2 separate regions of the Mus musculus genome follow, and region 2 is linked to region 1. A link is a contact called in public HiChIP or PLAC-seq data. All regions are on one chromosome and are shown on one strand. Each heading gives the region's core, a stretch centred on a gene start, on an enhancer-like site or on the middle of the called end of the contact. The rest is flanking DNA. Distances are from core to core; before and after follow the strand shown.

Evidence for each region. HiChIP or PLAC-seq counts read pairs in DNA pulled down with a chosen protein or histone mark.
Region 2: a contact with region 1 is called in an H3K27ac HiChIP or PLAC-seq map of heart atrium, with 2.6 times the contacts expected there. The contact joins two enhancer-like sites. A contact is called at or near these places in 1 of 484 Hi-C or Micro-C datasets (uterus) and 3 of 115 datasets of contacts at active chromatin or transcription factors (CD8 T cells, acute myeloid leukemia and heart atrium).

Annotation. Positions count from the first base shown.
Region 1 is chr1:79,821,325-79,827,628 of GRCm38.p6, forward strand. It overlaps Serpine2 (serine (or cysteine) peptidase inhibitor, clade E, member 2), which reads right to left. Exons shown (of 9, transcript NM_009255.4): 2 at 1-233. The coding sequence starts at 211. Among named protein-coding and RNA genes, the nearest start is that of Serpine2, 34 kb to the right of the region's middle. Within about 2 kb of position 3,092, at least 79 of the 459 cell types and tissues checked have an H3K27ac peak or open chromatin away from gene starts, as enhancers often do. A contact at or near this core is called in heart atrium, where this site is marked.
Region 2 is chr1:80,014,804-80,020,701 of GRCm38.p6, forward strand. No RefSeq gene overlaps it. Among named protein-coding and RNA genes, the nearest start is that of Gm33970, 21 kb to the right of the region's middle. Within about 2 kb of position 4,013, at least 24 of the 459 cell types and tissues checked have an H3K27ac peak or open chromatin away from gene starts, as enhancers often do. A contact at or near this core is called in heart atrium, where this site is marked.

The sequences.
Region 1 (6,304 bases), core at 1,842-4,341:
CGTCAGCCCCGAGCTGCAGCATGCCCAAGATGGACGCGATCCCATGTGGGGAGACAACAACGTTCTCATGAGGCCGTGACTTGATGATCTGATTGAAGACCTGGATCCCTGTGTTGGAGCCTAGTTCCTCCAGTGACAGAGAGTTGAACTGGGAGTGCACAGAGTATAAAGTCACTGTGGTCAAGATGAAGAAAGGAAAATGCCAATTCATGGTTCCTTCCAACAAGGACAGCCTAAAAAAAAAAATCAGAACTATATCACTCTTTTGCAAACACAAAGGATGAGTACACTGTGCCCAATTAGATCCCATTTCCTGTGCTCATGATAACAGAATATTGTGTTAAGTTAGCCTCTAATGCATAGGGGCTAGACAGACAGGGCTGGAAAGAAGTCAACTTCCATCTGCTAGATCCTTAGTATGAACTAGACATCAGGCTATAAACCATTATGTAATTCTTGAAACTGTCAATCATATAAAGCATTACTTCCAAGGGTCTTCTATATGCCAAGCTCTTTTCTAAGTAGTAGGCAGACAACTGTAAATCTGATGGGTATGACCCTGGTCTTTCTCAGCCTGTCCTTCTAGAGGGGCATGGAGAAAATAAGCCAGAAAGCTATTAGGTAACTTCAGAGAAGACAAAAAGCCAGGATCATAAAGCAAAGTGATGTGGGTAAAAGAAGGGCCAGGGGAGGGTCTCGTCATAGGGAATGCCACCTCTGCGGTAGGAACACAGTCGAAGACAACTGAAGATTGAGAAAAGCACCAGCCATGCATGGACGAGGGAAGGGAGAGCCAAGCGAAAGGGCAGCAGCACAAAGGGCCTGGAGGAACAGTTGGGCCGTGTGACAGACGCCAAGGTAGACCCATAGCAAGGGTCACAGGAGACCATGTGGAGAGTTTTAAACAGAGGGGATTTTCTTAGGACCACACAGACTTGATTCTTTCACTGTACCACACACAGTGGCCTGTTAATTAAAACAAATTTCGGTGGTAGCTTTAAAGCTACAACAGGGCAGAACAATTGGTAAATCCATAAACGGTACGGATGGCATTGCTTCCACTGAGAACTTCAATTACGGCTGTTTGCTTTTAAATATGCTTCAGTCCTTGATTGGCACTGACAGGGCTTTCTCTGCCTACGACAGGAGGCAGGAGTTTATGTGTATTTATGGGAAAGCAAATACTTCCATTAAGTTAGACCTCCACAGCAGCACTTAGTGAAAACAAAGGCAGAATTTGTGATGTTGCTAATTTGCTCCCTACTTTAGAGGCCTGAGGATTTACCAAGGCACAAATCTCCCCGGGAGCTAATTTGATCCCCTTGTCACCTGTGGAAGGTTACAGAGGGAAGTCATTGAAGAGACAGGTGACCAGGAGTGAGTGGAAATCAGTGACCTCGTGGGAAAAGAAAGACTGAGGGCAGAGCTGGGTAAACTGCTTCTTGCTGCCTTCTGGTCCGTGTTTTGGGAATTTCCCACACTATGCATGGCTGACCCCCAAAAACCACTTGTGGGCTTAAGCCCCAGGGACGAGGAGAGCAATTCTGAATTTTATTATTTTTCATTGCATCAAACCAGAGTTCACTGAAAGAGGTTGAGGTAATGCTTGTATTGAGTCATGAGCGTCCCAGTGAACTCCAACATTTGTCCGAGGAAATGCCATCATCTAGGTGGGGCTAGGAATGTCAGCACAAACAGAACCCCCGACCTGGCTATCAACATGTAATGAGCCACTAAGGATGTACCATTCAGGCACATGTTGTAATTTTCTTACACGTTGTGAAATAGGTCCCTTCTAAAAGTTCTCAACAGTTGGGGCTTCTCCAGAGCTTAGTTGTAAAAATAATTGTATAAACTCAGCCTGTCTGAATTCACAATCTGTAAGTGACCTACATACGCTCCCACGTAGCCCTCTACTGTGGTCAGTGGTGGCCGTATTTTGACTCTGGCACCTTGGACCGGTTCTAATACCATGACAATTGCTCGAGTTTCCTGGAGCCTGTTGGACCTTGGAGGGCTTCCAAGCACTGACCATGGGAGCTTTGCTCACTGCTCCTACAAGCTAGCCCAGATTTTCCTTCTTCACTTTCTCCCCGTGGGGGTCGAGTTTCCTTTTTGAAACTTGACATACCACAAACGAATTGCAGATACAGAGAATGTGTAGAATCCTTGTATCCACCAACCTTGTCAATTTCTGATACTGACTCCTAAGAAACTCTGTTGGGTCAGGGAATGTTTGAATAAATGGTTGGGTTTGTACACCCAAAAGGCACAAAAGAACATGTTGTTTTTGTCACTGGTAGCTGAAAGCTGAGGGGGTGGGGGTGGGGGTGGGCGGGTGCTGAGGAGGACAAAAGGAAGTAAAGATCTTAAGAGTCCCAATATCTTGGCATCAGCATGCATAGTCTCCCAAACAAAGTTACTCTAGTTACCAGAACTTTGCTCAGTTATGACTTTTTTTCTTTTTAAGAACAGTTTCATTATACTGGGGGTGTTTTTCTTGGTTTCTTTGATGGGGGAAGTTTTTGAAAGATGTCCACATTCGGCTTCTTAAATGCACACTGGGCAGTTTCCAGGCTGTGTGAATCTTGGAATCAGGGCTATTATTGATGGATGGCCAAATTTTCTCCAATATAAACTCACCTGGCTTGTACACACGTCTAAGTTCATGAGCCTGGAGGAGAGGGATGGATCCGTAACTCGCTCCAGGCTTGCATAAGTGCTAATAACGAATGATACTCCTATGCCCAGAGAGGCCAGTTTACACGAAATAAGTGTGGCAAGTTTTAAAAGGCTTCGTCTCAAGAACAGGGAGAGCCCAGCCATGGAAGAACGCAGCAACTTCCTGCTTACTTTCACTTTTAAAAGAAATCACTCTTCAAACTTTAGTATGAGAGAAAGACTAAGTGTGTGGCCCAAATGTACCGAGAACTGTGGATACACAGGTTTATAAATCTGTTCTCGACTGTCTCAATTTCTTGAATAACGTTTTTACAGCAATAAAAAGCAATTCACGTGCTTTAGGCTATCACTGAGGGAGATCATATGCCTACCAATAAAGCTGCTGCCACAGGCACAGCCTTCCAAATGCTGGCTTTCTCCTGCTCCAAGACTTTCTCCCTTCCCAGTGAGGGGAATGTTCCTGAAGTAATTGGGTAGTGCTCTGAGTGTTAAGCATGGCTTAGCGCGGTAAATAATGGGCTGCTAGCTTTGCAAATGCCAGACTCAAAATGCATACTTGAAAATGTGTCACTTGCCCATGGCAGACGTGAGGGAAAAGCATGCCATAGACCCTATGGCTTCAACTGTCACTTCTACACAGGCAGAGCTGAAATTTCTGCTCATTTCACTCTCAAGCTTTCGGCGGCTTGCTCCCACATTTCCGTTTGATTGGTCATGGCACTCCTTTGACCTGGGTGGGATGGGATCCTCCATCGGTGGGCTATAGAGACCATCAGTTTCCCAGTTCTCCTCTTTGGGGGCTCTTAATGGCCCTGGGCTTCCCTTTACTTTTCTGTTGTTCAGTTAGAGATGAGCAGAACTCTTTCAACTCTTCCAGTGTTTTAAGCCTTCCCTGATTGCCTCTGATGGCTTCTTCACCCCCTTCTCTGCATACATTATCCCTCTCTGCATCTCTCACTTGGCTTCTTTTCAAATTATCCCACCTCCTTCCCATTAGTCAGGAAGCTCACAGAAAAAAAAAGAACCAGTGGCCTTTAGAGTCCTGGGGCCCACAGGGTCTATTTAGAGCTGTATCATGGGTATGCACTAAATCAGAGGCAGAAGTGAGGGTAATCCCACTGCTCAGAGCTTGGTTTGAAGTGTAGCGTTTCCAAAATATTTTAGGAAACTAAAATTCAGGAGACAGCACATTCAAGTCTGGATTTAGAGTTACAGGAAATGTGAAAAAAGAGAGGGCTAGTTCTGTTGGGGCCCCAGTCTCACCACAAATGTCCTGTTTCAGGGCTGCCTCTCTGGGGCCTGGTCATGTGCCTTGATTTCTGCAGCCCTCACTGCCTTCTGCCTGGGAATCTGCTGTCTACCCCTAGCCTGCGATGCATAGGGACCTGGAAACAGAGCCCTAGACAGCCTCATTGCTGACCTACTAAATAAGAGAATATGAGCTAGCCCTGCAAACGGGGGCATTTGTTTTCTACTTAACAAGCTATTTTTATATAAAACATACCTTCTCTACAGCACAAGCAGATGATAAATACCATGTCCATGTGTTCTACTTAATATAGCAGGTTTATGGAAATGGACTAGTGTGAAGAGAACATGACAGAGATCTACAGGTTCTAAGACTTTGTTGCTTCTCTGCTCTTGGGGACCCAAGAGTGTCTAAAGAAAGAACAGTAGTCTATCCTCCACCACTTGCTAACATACGCTGGAAGAGCTAACAATAATAAACTACATGTGAATGCATGCACACACACACACACACACACACACACACACACAGACATATACATACTGTATTATGGAAAATTTCAAAAACACATAAAATATATGGAAAAATGTAAGTCAACAGTATTTGGCATTTAATAATGATAATGATCAATTCATGGCTTATCTCTTGAAAAACAAATATTATTCTGAAGCAAACTATAAATATATAACAGCACTCAGAATCATTCTAATATATATCCTAATTAGGATATAAATTCACAATATCATTATCACCTTGCAAAAGTCAGTAACTCTTCAATATGTCAATTATCAAGTGTTCACACTGTCCTGACTGTATTCTATTATATTTTTAATTTTATATGAATCAAGGTAGTCATAAGCTCTATCCATTATAACTCAATAACTCTCTTGCTTTTTTAGAACAACAACACAAATTCTTTTTTTTTTTTTCCATTTTTTATTAGGTATTTAACTCATTTACATTTCCAATGCTATACCAAAAGTCCCCCATATCCACCCACCCCCACTCCCCTGCCCACCCACTCCCCCTTTTTGGCCCTGGTGTTCCCCTGTACTGGGGCATATAAAGTTTGCAAGTCCAATGGGCCTCTCTTTCCAGTGATGGCCGACTAGGCCATCTTTTGATATATATGCAGCTAGAGTCAAGAGCTCCGGGGTACTGGTTAGTTCATAATGTTGTTGCACCTATAGGGTTGCAGATCCCTTTAGCTCCTTGGCTACTTTCTCTAGCTCCTCCATTGGGAGCCCTATGATCCATCCATTAGCTGACTGTGAGCATCCACTTCTGTGTTTGCTAGGCCCCGGCATAGTCTCACAAGAGATAGCTACATCTGGGTCCTTTCAATAAAATCTTGCTAGTGTATGCAATGGTGTCAGCGTTTGGATGCTGATGATGGGGTGGATCCCTGGATATGGCAGTCTCTACATGGTCCATCCTTTCATCTCAGCTCCAAACTTTGTCTCTGTAACTCCTTCCATGGGTGTTTTGTTCCCAAATCTAAGGAGGGGCATAGTGTCCACACTTCAGTCTTCATTCTTCTTGAGTTTCATGTGTTTAGCAAATTATATCTTATATCTTGGGTATCCTAGGTTTGGGGCTAATATCCACTTATCAGTGAATACATATTGTGTGAGTTTCTTTGTGAATGTGTTACCTCACTCAGGATGATGCCCTCCAGGTCCATCCATTTGGCTAGGAATTTCATAAATTCATTCTTTTTAATAGCTGAGTAGTACTCCATTGTGTAGATGTACCACATTTTCTGTATCCATTCCTCTGTTGAGGGGCATCTAGGTTCTTTCCAGCTTCTGGCTATTATAAATAAGGCTGCTATGAACATAGTGGAGCATGTGTCCTTCTTACCTGTTGGGGCATCTTCTGGATATATGCCCAGGAGAGGTATTGCTGGATCCTCCGGTAGTACTATGTCCAGTTTTCTGAGGAACCGCCAGACTGATTTCCAGAGTGGTTGTACAAGCCTGCACTCCCACCAACAATGGAGGAGTGTTCCTCTTTCTCCACATCCTCGCCAGCATCTGCTGTCACCTGAATTTTTGATCTTAGCCATTCTGACTGGTGTGAGGTGGAATCTCAGGGTTGTTTTGATTTGCATTTCCCTGATGATTAAGGATGTTGAACATTTTTTCAAGTGCTTCTCTGCCATTCGGTATTCCTCAGGTGAGAATTCTTTGTTCAGTTCTGAGCCCCATTTTTTAATGGGGTTATTTGATTTTCTGAAGTCCACCTTCTTGAGTTCTTTATATATGTTGGATATTAGTCCCCTATCTGATTTAGGATAGGTAAAGATCCTTTCCCAATCTGTTGGTGGTCTTTTTGTCTTATTGACGGTGTCTTTTGCCTTGCAGAAACTTT
Region 2 (5,898 bases), core at 2,763-5,262, 190 kb after region 1:
CTGAGACTGGCCTTTCCCAGATTCCAGGAACAAAAAAGGCAAAGGACTTGATTCATTGCAGACCTAGAAGACTTCAAAAGTATACTGACAAAGAGAGATGGGATTTGGTAGCGGAGGGAAAGCAGCATTCTGGAAAATGGGGAAGCAGAAATTTCAGAAAGGGAAAAACAGAGATCCAGATGGAGAGAGAAGACAATTGTTAGGGGGTGTTTCTGGGGCAACATTCTGGAGAACTGATTTGGGGCGTGCTCACTCTTTGGGAGGATAACGAGGTGAAGGGTTTGATGCTCTATTGGTCAGGACTTGGCCTTGCATCTACCCACAACATCAGCTTCTTTGAATCTATTGTTATACCAAAGGTTCTGAGTGAAGATTTTAACCTTCACAGGATTTAAGGCTATATTTAACTCTGGGATGGAGGCATAAAAAGTAGAAAAGGAAATTGTCATTAACGACAACAGATACCTCTGACATGAGCTATATTGTGAGCAAAGGGTCACCTGTAGACAGTACCAAAGTGGAGCATCCTAACTTTGTATCTGAGATGTTCCCACTACTTAAAGTCTGTATCCATTTTCACTCCACCCCCACCTCAGTGGAAGAGAGCTTCTCATATATTCTGTCATTGGCAAAGAGGTCTGGCTGCCATGAAATTGGGCAGGTAGGAAAAGGATGGTGGCTCGGATTAGGCTAGTGACAGAGCTATAGAGGAGAGACTAGACTTAGGTATACACTTGGGAATCAAGTAAATAGGACATGCAGCTTGCTGGTGTGTGCAGAGGAAGCTGTGGTGAGAGCTCATAGCAGCATCCAACTTGCGGTGTGGGTTCTCAAAGAGCAACCACAGGGGTTGATTGAGCATGTCATTTACTGCAATGTGAACCACAGTGGGAGGAGCGATTTCTGGGAAGATGACAGGATCCATTTTGAACATGTGGAGAAGGATGTGCTGATGAGGCAGTCCGTGGGATGTGGAGAAGGCGTTTAAATATAAGGGAAGATCTAAGCTGTACTAGGCTCTGAACTTGACATCTAAATGAGAGTGGCAGGCATTCAAGTTGAAGCCCAAGAATAATATAAAGTATGAAAAGAAGGAGGCCCACCAGTGATCCCCTGGGGCAGCACAACATCTGAAGGGTGAATAGAGGGGAACAAATCAACAAAGGAGTGACCCTGGAAACTGAATGGATACCAACAGTTTAGGGTGACATTTGTGTCAAGATGAGATGTCTCAAGAATGTAATCTCTATGAAGAGAGCAGCTATGATTATTATGTCAAAGATGACAGAGCGGTCAACTTTGATTTGGCTCATTCATGTAATATATACGTATGTACATATAAATTATGTCTATACGCATACACACACACCACATACACATATATACATATATATTGGAATATATATACATATATATTCCATGTGTGTGGCTTGATGGCTATATGCTATATGTACCAGGCACAAGTTATAAAGAGAATAAGAAAGGTCAGCTCAGTGAAAAAAGAATACAGACATCAGAACTGGGTTGGAAGAACCAGGGAAGAACCACCTTTGAAATTTGCTGTTCTTTTCATTTGCTTTTGAAGGCCTAGAGGCCTTTGATGATAAAATGAAATCAGTAGAGACTGACCACGGGCATATCAAGAGTGGATAGTAATGGCCCTGAGGAGAACAGTGAATGAGGTCATGGGCTCCACCTTTCCAGTACCCCCCATCACTGACACAGGCAGGGGAGGAAGATGGCATCTCAGGCTGATGCTTTGAAGCTCTGCTTATGTCTTAGAGTTTCCTCTTTCTCTGTGATGTGTGAGACAAGGCCACCTACAAAGAAAGGTCATTGGTAGAAATCTTCAGCTTAAGAAAAGTCATTGTGTGAAGTGGGGATTTTGGAGAGTGAAAGATGATGATACCTAGGAAATTGTGAGAGTTCCTTTGCTGTTGGGAAGCCTATTGGTCGTCATTTCATGGGGACATGAGCACATTAAATTAATATTCTATAGTTGTTGTCATTGGGTGGTTCTAGTACAGCAAAGAGGTATAGTTGGCTTCATTAAGATTTGGGGTTTTATTCTCTGGTTGGTACAAGGGGATGCTGTGTAGCAGAGGTTGAATAGTAACCCTTCCTCTCATGACATTCACTGATACAGGCGTTTTTGAGTCTTTGTTATTTAGTCCTTCCAATGGCCATTCCTTTCAGCTTACACTCCTGTTTTGGAAGGTCCACTTCATACAGACCTTTCTCTGGTGATCTCCCAGGATAGGTTAAAAAAATGAATATGTTTTTTTTTTCTTGTTTGGAGTTTAAACTGATTCTGCAGGACGAGCCTTAGACAATCCAAATAGCTTCTTTCACCAACACTTTCCCTCTTTCCCTGTTGAATTGTCCCCAATCTCAGGATCTCTTCTTCCTTACTTAGAACCACTACACTAGAGCTTCCTCTTAGCCCAATGTCCTCTTGGGAGAAGAACTACCCTACACATTTGTGCTGAATAAAGAGCATTTTTGCTTAAAAGGAACAGGGAACTTTCCAAGAGGGCTGGGAACAAGCAACTGAAAACATCACTGAGCTGTATGAAAGATTTTTACTTCATTTTTCTAAATTCGTACTTCATGGGGCTGAAAGTAAAAATGGGATACAGATTAAGGCTCTATATTTTGCTTGAAGGCCAGGGGCCAGAGGGAAGAGATTAGGATTTAAAGGAGTTGCCTGGTACGCATTTTGGAATGTAGAGGAGAAGTACCAAGAGATAGGTAAGATACGGTAGATACTTAGATCCTGCAAGGTTCATTGTGTCCAAGATCTGGGGTCCATAATCCAAACATTGGACTCAACTTCCTCATGAATAACTGGTCTGAGATGCTCCCCTGGGGGAAGTGATGTCAATGACTAAGTCACCTGATATTTATTTATTTATTTATTTATTTATTTATTTATTTATTTATTTAATGTATATGAGTACATGGCCCTGCTTGCTCTGGCCCCACTTGCTCTGGTCAATCCAGCTCAAGCGATTTATTTATATCTAATACACTGTAGCTGTCTTCAGACTCACCAGAGGAGGCTGTCAGATCTGATTACGGATGGTTGTGAGCCACCAAGTGGTTGCTGGGATTTGAACTCAGGACCTTCGGAAGAACAGTCAGTGCTCTTAACCACTGAGTCATCTCTCCAGCCCACATCTGATCTTTTCAAATGACAATTTGATTGTATTGTGTATATTACCTTTCCCATCTTGGAGCCCTGAAGATTTGACTTGTGAAAGTAACTACACAGTCACCCCTCTACCTCCCACTGTTAAGTCATCTACCCTCCCTTTCATGAGCCATGTTATCTCTGTGAGGCCTTTATGTGTACAGTTTCCTACTAGAATACTTCTTCTCATTTACTATCTAGCTGATCAAGACTCAGCTTTTCTAAGAACTTAACTAAAATTTCTTTTATTTTAAGCCATCTCACCTAAATCCCCCGACTGAGACAATCCCTCTTTTCATAGATGGTCAAATAGCATTGCTATTCTTATCATGATTATAACTACCCACTGTTCATGGGATTGTTTTCTTCACAAGACTGAATCTCATAAGGGCAGTGATCAAGTGTGCGAGGACAATGTGTGGCACTTACTCCTGGCCTTAGCAAATACTTGTCAGATCTATGAAAAAAGTGCCCCTCCTCCATTTACCTTGTTCTATCTATGGTACACGTTTGCTGACGTCAGTCCTACGTGGCTCAGCTGTTGAGTATGACTGATTCAACCGCCTATGCTCCCAGGTCTTCCAGTGACAGCGGAATGCTGTTGGGGATGGGGAGTAAGGTGGGGGTGGGCTCTAAGAACTCTGATGTCCCTTTAATTACTTTTTTTTAGAACTTGTCTGAAGCTATTTTAGAAGTTGACTTTTGTGGTTTGGCTGTGGTTTAGTAATTTCCCTGAAAGACAGGAGCCCTGGGACTGTTTGCCTGAGAAGCAGCTCGCCCATCCTTTCTGGATAAGAGCACATTGTTTCTTTCTTCAAAACTGGCCTTCACAGCTATGTTTCTTGGTGACGAGCCCAGGAAAGGCAACAGCTGCAGAGTCTCTGTGGTCCCAGGGGTGCCTAAGGTCAAAAGGTCAAGCGGTCGATTCTTTTTTCTTTTTCTGTTTTACAGAAAGATATCCCTGTACCAATGACGTCCAGTCCAAAAGCTCACTCTCTTGGATTCTAAACCTAATTTCCTGCCATAGGCTTCCAGAACTGCTATTTCCCAAATGGCCTAGCTTAGTAACTAACAAATTTGTGCACAGCATTTGCATGCGTGTGTGTGTGTGTGTATACACTCGTGTGACTGCGGATTCAACCTAGCATCTCCTGCATTACAGGCAAGCTCTCTACCACTAAGCTTCATCCCTAGTTTTGTTTTTTGTTTTTTTCTTACATGCTCATCAATTTCCTAAACATTGAGTGTTACAGAGAAACAAAATGCAGAGTGGTTTGTGCTTCTAGTAGTAAAGTAGCCTCTATGTTGAATGTGTGCACAAAGACTTGGTATTGTCAAACTCCACATAATGTTAATCAGGATTCCCTCCCTCACCTTTGGCTCTTCCAGGCAAATAATTAGATTCAAAGGTGGTATAAACCAATCATGAAGAATGAGGTTACTATCTGATAAAAAAATGTTCATCTGGCTTAGACTTGGCTATCACAGTATCCAGGCCAGAGGCACTACTGATAAATAAACATAGCACAGACTTCAGAGAGGTTCAGCCTCCCAGGAAAAGCTACTTTCTCTATAAGAGCTTGGATCCTGGCAGCGGCAAGCCATTTGGCCTGCAGAAATCCATGACACGGAGTCACAGAGGATGACAAAAATCTAGTTTTCTAGTTGGTTCTCTGGGAGTCATGTGTGAAAAGTCTGCAGCTGAGGTGAGTTAATTATGAAAATGAGGCAGCTGAAGCACAATGCATATGCATCAGCTGCTTCTGCAAGGATGAGACGCAAAGTCTTGAAAACAACATAAAGGTTTGTCTGCCCATCCCTTGGCAGACTTGATGGAACAGTGCAGCTCGCCCATGGTGGCTGGTACTCAGAAAGAAGGGAAATTAGAAGAGACTAAGGAGAAACATTGTAAAAGGACATATCCTCAATGGCCTGCCTCCACCAGTAAGGCTGCACCCCTTTCCTTTGCCACCGCCCAATAGCGCCATTATATGGGGCATCGGGGAGACAGCCCATTCATATCCGAGGTTTTCACTGTTTAATTTTCTCCAGACCTTTTACTTGTCTTTTAGGTAACTCTCAATATAATCAAATTGAAAAATCAAGATTAATTATCATAGCTAAGCAATCTTTATGCAAATCTTCATTTACTCAGAGAAAGTGTTAATCCATGCTCCATCCATCCATCCATCCATCCATCCATTCATCCATTCATCCACTCACTTTATTCACCAACTACCCACTGACCAGCAGGCAGTGGGGTTAGAAGATAAGTCAGGTAAAACGTTTCCATTTCACATATGTTTTCCCCAGGCATTTCAGATGTGTTTGCATTGCTGATGGGCATGAGTAAAACTTAATAATCTTTATAATTTATTTTGAGCCCGTAAACATTAAAGAAGAGGGAGTAATGCAGGGGCAATGAAATCCTACTTGGCTTTGTTGGACCCCATTTTTCTCATCTGAAAACATGGGACCAATTTCATGTCACATGATTTCTGATCAGCTTTATAAATATAAAGTGAAACCAAATTTTTCTAAAAGGTCTGATTGGTCACTGCTTTTTTCCCCACCAATCTTTGACTCTAAAACATTGTAACTTGAACCACCATTTTATGATGGCTAACAGTCCTACCTATCAGCAATATTATCAAAAGTTACTGGGACCCCTGTATTTCATTGCCATCTAAGCTCCTTCAGTTATA